Regions from separate parts of the Mus musculus genome. Here region 1 is linked to region 2. Evidence: chromatin contacts called from public promoter capture Hi-C data. All regions are on one chromosome and are shown on one strand. Each heading gives the region's core, a stretch centred on a gene start, on an enhancer-like site or on the middle of the called end of the contact. The rest is flanking DNA. Distances are from core to core; before and after follow the strand shown.

Region 1 (2,700 bases), core at 44-2,543, 1.3 Mb after region 2:
TGCCTCCCATTTCAGTAAACTATAGTCCCTGAGTGACACACAGGCTAACAAATGGGACATTTGACACCTAGAAGGGAGTTGGTGACATCAGGTCATTAGAAAGGGGCCAGACAAGAACCCTGGTGTCCATGGCTCCAGGTGCCCAATGTACTTGTCCTGGCCCCCACATCTGCCTAGATGTTGGCCACTCAGTTACTAACTGGCCATAGACTTCTCTCCTGGACTGAGCCTGGCTCCCAAATAGACCAACCATGCAGGCCATCCTATCTGGCATTACATAGCCAACTTGTCTGCCCTCTGTGCTCTGTGTGGCTTACAACCTCCTCTTCAGCAGAGGCAGCCACAGGGGTTCAAAGAAGGTTTCGCCCTCATCCGAACCGGACACGCACCAGTTCCTCAGAGCCCTCATGGGCGGGGCCTAATGCACCCCCGCAAAGCCTCCACCCTTCCCAGCTCTTCTGAGTCAGCCCCACGGTGCCCCAGACACCAGGTTCTGCAGCCAAGGCCAAGCAAGGCTTCCACAACCTGGCGGGGCCAACCCCCTGTCCCTAGAATTGAGGGACACTGGCAAACAGAGCTCCCTCTAAGATCCGTGAAGGCGTAGCTCGCTTCTCAGCTATCAGGAGTGTTGATGAAGTCTCCTTAAGGGGAGACATGTGAACCCTTTAAGCTCAGGTGACCAGAGCAGTTCAGACAGGAAAGTAACCCTAACTCCCCTAGGACACCTAAGAGCAGTCAGCAACCCACTCAACCATTCAGTCTACTCAGAGGGTCCTGCGTGGTGCATTGTGGGGCAGGGTTCAAAGTGCATGGGGCTGCTTCTTATCTATCTATCTATCTATCTATCTATCTATCTATCTATCTATCTATCTATCTATCTATCTGCCTATTTGTTTGTTTGTTTTAAGTCAAGTCAGGGTTTCTCTGTGTAGCCCTGACTACTGTCCATGTGCCTCGCTCAGAAGGCCCTGTGGGAGAGCATCCTCGGTCTTGCAGATAGTAACGAGAGGAGAAGGAGGAGGGGAGGTCTGCAAACAGAAGAAAAGGGTGGCTTGCTACCCCAGAGGGACCAGGAGAGGATCGCTGGCTCGGGGCTAACTGCTGAGTGCACAGTGACTTGGATCCTAAGTGTTCTCTAAAGGCTCCTGCATGTGGGCTTCAGAGGTGTGGCCTGTGGGAGTCAGAGGTGTGGCCTGTGGGCTTCAGAGGTGTGGCCTGTGGGAGTCAGAGGTGTGGCCTGTGGGCTTCAGAGGTGTGGCCTGTGGGCTTCAGAGGTGTGGCCTGTGGGAGCAATGGATCACTGAGACCTTTACCTACTTGGCTGATTAATCCATCGATGGCTTAATGGGCTGTTGGGAGGTGGTGGAAACTTCAGGAGCTGCCACCGGAGGAAGTAGGCCACTGGGAGGGTGCCTTTGAATGGGGACACTTGTTCTGGTCCCCTTTGCTTTCCAGCCAGCTTGGAGAGAGCAGGTAGCTTGGTCGCAGGCTCCCTGCTTATCAAGGTGACCCGGAGGTCAAACCCTCAGAGCTCTAAGCCAAAATAAACCTGTCATTATGTAAGTTGCTTTTCTCAGTGATGGTTTATCACAGCAATGGAAAGCTGAGTGAACCAAGCCCACAAAGGAGGGATTCTACTCACCCTGAGACCGGAGGGGGCTCCCTCAAGTCAAACTGGTCTCTCCCAGAGGTAGCTGGGAGGAATATAGGGAGCCCTGGGTCTCAGTTGTGAGACCCCCCCACACACACACAGGCTGGTGGGGTCCTCTGGTTCTCTCTCTTCTTAGCCTTATCTTTCTTTGACACAGCACTGGGTAAGTATCGCTCTGAGGCCCCATCTCCACCCTCTCCCTAACAGCACCGCAGCCTCTGTGCCACTCACCAGAATGAGGCCGGTCCGAGTGAGGCTGGGGCTGAGCACCTACGGCTCAACCTAGGCCTGAATCACTGTACCTGATCTTGGCCTCCAGCCCCAGAGCTGGGGGTGCCAGCCTGGCCGGGCAGGGCAGGCAGCAACTGATACAGAACTGCTGCTTCCTGCCCCACTTTCTCCCGTGGATGCATAGCACCGTTCTCCCAGACACCCAAGCCCTGGTCCCAAGCGCCAGCCACCTACAGAGCAGTGTATTCTTCCTGTGTGCTGTTCTCACAGGTGGGGGTGGGGTGAGGGTGCTGGCCTGATGGTAGAGGCAGAGCTTTTGTGAGACCCCAGGTTGAGGGTCCAGCCCTAGGAGCCTCCTCTAAGAAAACAAAACCCCGCCGCCCTCAAGATTCTTGGTCCGATGGACAGGACTCAGGCCCGGTCCTTCTGAAGCCTCCTGGCTGACTGAGAGGAGAAGTGGTCTCTAGGCTGCCATGGTCCAGGCAGTTGGTCCCTACCTGTGCCTGCAGGCTCCTTCTGGGCAAGTGTGGTCAGGGTTGGCAGTGAGTTAAAAAAACCAGAGTTGCATGGAAGACATGATACGGGCCATCTCCAGGACAGGAAGTCCCTTGTCCTAATTCTTTTTTTTCCCATTTTTTATTAGGTATTTAGCTCATTTACATTTCCAATGCTATGCCAAAAGTCCCCCATACCCACCCCTCCCACTCCCCTACCCACCCACTCCCCCTTTTTGGCCCTGGCGTTCCCCTGTACTGGGGCATATAAAGTTTGCAAGTCCAATGGGCCTCTCTTTCAAGTGATAGCCTATTAGGCCATCT
Region 2 (2,700 bases), core at 76-2,575:
AAACAACTGTCAGATAGACTGACTTCAGATGTGTTTGTGGCCTTTTGTCCACACCATAACCAGGGATGACAGTGTCACAGCTCCAAATTAGTTAAAGTGGTACCATTTCATGATGTTTGCCCTCGAAGCCACCCGTTCATACTGGTCAGCTCCTGGCTCTGTGTCCTGCTGCCTACAGCTCTGCCGTGACTGTGTTGAGCAGAGGGATTTTTCTCACTGACCAGGGAGAAGCCTGGGGCTCTGGGGCATAGCTCTCATCGGCCACCTTCCCACTTCCTGTCCCATCAGCTCTTCCTCCGTTGGAACATCCTATCTGCTCTGCCTGCTTCCCACTAGCGGAAATCTCCATTGCAGACTTGCCTTTTCAGTGCTGGGACCCGAACTCTCGCACTTACACATGCTAGGCAAGTGCTGAGCTCTGAGACCCAGCCCAGGCCTCTACTGCTGAGCTCAGACCTCAGCTTAGCACCAATCCCAATGGCTTTATTCTTAGTTTATGGACACATTTGACTTGAGAGTGCAAAAGTGCCCTGTCCACCAGATTGCAGCATTCTCTCTCTCTCTCTCTCTCTCTCTCTCTCTCTCTCTCTCTCTCTCTCTCTCTCTCTCTCTCTCTCTCTCTCTCTGCGTGTGTATGTGTGTTTTATGTGCACATATGTTCATGCGCCACCGTGTATGTGTGCATACATGGCAGATGTGTAAATCTGAGCATGCGCATTATACCAGTGTGGTACCTGACACATAGGAGCCTTTTGCTAAGTCCTTGGGATTGGAGGGTGCAGGGTTTTGCATTCTCCAGGTTCCTTTCCACAACGGTGACTTCACAAGACAAACTCTCAAGACACAGCCTGCATGGGTCAAGCCTCAGCAGCCAGAGAGTGGCAGCGTCAGACAGGAGTTGAACTTGGCTGGGCTTGTGATTCAGCCGGGGACCTTTGCCCTTCTCTGGGTTGCCAGCCACCACCACCACCCCGGCTCCCCAAAGCTCGGCAGATTAAACAGAAGCAGAAAGTTCAAAGGAAATTGACCTCAAGGCGGTGTTTACCAAAAGATGATGTCACCTCTACTGTGGAGAAAGGCTTTGCTGAAAAGGGCTGAAAGAGATGCCTTTGCTATGAATGAGCCGAGCCACCAAGCTGGGACGGGTTCAGCACGCAGTTCTCACTTTATAAGGAATAAGGACTTCACTGTCCCCCCCTCTGGCAAGCCTTGTGTCATGCTCAGTCCTGGGACAGGATAAGTGGGGCGAGCCATGGCCGGATGCTGGGCTTAGCCTGTTGCATGTCCACCCCTCCCTGCCCCGCCTGGAATATGCTCTGTCCTGCAACAGAGCCTGCCTCCCCAGTGTCACTAGGCCCAATACAGTACCAGGGCTGTGTTAACAGCGCCCAGTCAAACACCAGTGGACCTGGCTGCCGGCTGCTACAGGGGACACCTGGCCCCTGCAAGATCCTAGTGCCCATGACTGTCACCCAGGTCCCCAGCCCCCCACCCCAAGCCTCAGTCACCACCAGCCCCTAGCCAGCACTCTTTTTCTCCTGTCCCTCCCCCTCTGTGTCATTTGCCTTTGAAGGGCTGAGGGAGCCTAACCGCAGCTGGCTATGTCCTCTGTGGAAACACAGACGTGAGTGAGTGAGTGAGTGCCTCCCTGTTCTGTACTGCTTGGCCGCCTGTAAAAGTTGTGAAGGGGGTTACAAGGCTGCTTAGTGGGAGGCTCTGCCTGGCCCTGGCTGGACCTTCCAGTCTGTGCCTGCCGTCTGTGTCTGTCCGTCCTGTCTCTTCTTTCCAGCGCCCCTACCTGTGAGTCACTAATTCGAGAATGTCAACCCCTGTGGACTGGCGACCCACAGCCCGGGCTTTCTGTGAATTCTGACAGTGGGCCCTGAACAACCTGCCTTGCCTCCTTGGTGTTCCTCATAGCAGCATCTGGAAGCCGACTCATGACCCACCCAGTTCAGAGCTTAGAGGGGACTCTGATGGTTTTCAAGGGACAGGAATGTGTGCCCCCATAGCCCTACAGCCATCTGCAGGCATGCAGGGTTCACTGTGGCCCCAGCCTGCCAGAGACTCTCCTGTGGGGGAGAAGGTCTATAAGGGGGAGTCTCGGAAATGTGAGAGGGGGATTGAGACCACCTCAAGAGTTCTTTCCAGCCTCCCTAAAGTGACAGTAATAGCCGAGTGACATCACATGGTGGATCTGTCATGTATGTTCTGTTTCACAGACCTGGATAAGGTCCCTGCTGTGCTGCTGTGCTTATGAAGGAAAAGGAACATGGATGGCAGGAGTCTGAGCCCACCCTAACCCTGGCAGTAATTTGCTGTGTGGCCTTGGGTGAGTTGCTTGCCCCCTCTGAGTCTCAGGTTTCCCATGTATGGAACATAGACAAGTGGACTGGACATCTATTCCTTCCAGCTCTGAAACTCAGTGACCCCACAGTCCTGGTACTCAGTGTTCAGGGGAATATATGGAGGAATGTGGGAGAGGAGAGGGTTTGGTTGGTGCCTGTAAAAGAATCCGGTGAAGGGCAACTCTCTCTGCACCAGCTAAAACTTGCCAAGAGGCACCAGATGGAAAGTAACTGGGGCGTGTTTGTCAGAGCCGCTGCCAGGTGTCTGTGAAGACGGCAGACTGGTCTCGGTATCAGGATGGCAGGCCGGGCATTCATTCATCAGATTCTTGCCTGTCTGTTCATTCACTTG

What was found. Promoter capture Hi-C pulls out the DNA fragments that hold promoters and counts their contacts.
Region 1: a promoter capture Hi-C map of liver shows a contact between it and region 2, with 5 times the contacts expected there. The contact joins two enhancer-like sites. A contact is called at or near these places in 3 of 39 promoter capture datasets (the 3T3-L1 cell line, hippocampal neurons and liver).

Annotation. Positions count from the first base shown.
Region 1 is chr4:140,859,083-140,861,782 of GRCm38.p6, forward strand. No RefSeq gene overlaps it. Among named protein-coding and RNA genes, the nearest start is that of 4930515B02Rik, 12 kb to the right of the region's middle. Within about 2 kb of position 1,294, at least 38 of the 459 cell types and tissues checked have an H3K27ac peak or open chromatin away from gene starts, as enhancers often do. A contact at or near this core is called in liver, where this site is marked.
Region 2 is chr4:139,534,301-139,537,000 of GRCm38.p6, forward strand. It overlaps a transcript of Iffo2 not described here. Among named protein-coding and RNA genes, the nearest start is that of Iffo2, 39 kb to the right of the region's middle. Within about 2 kb of position 1,326, at least 97 of the 459 cell types and tissues checked have an H3K27ac peak or open chromatin away from gene starts, as enhancers often do. A contact at or near this core is called in liver, where this site is marked.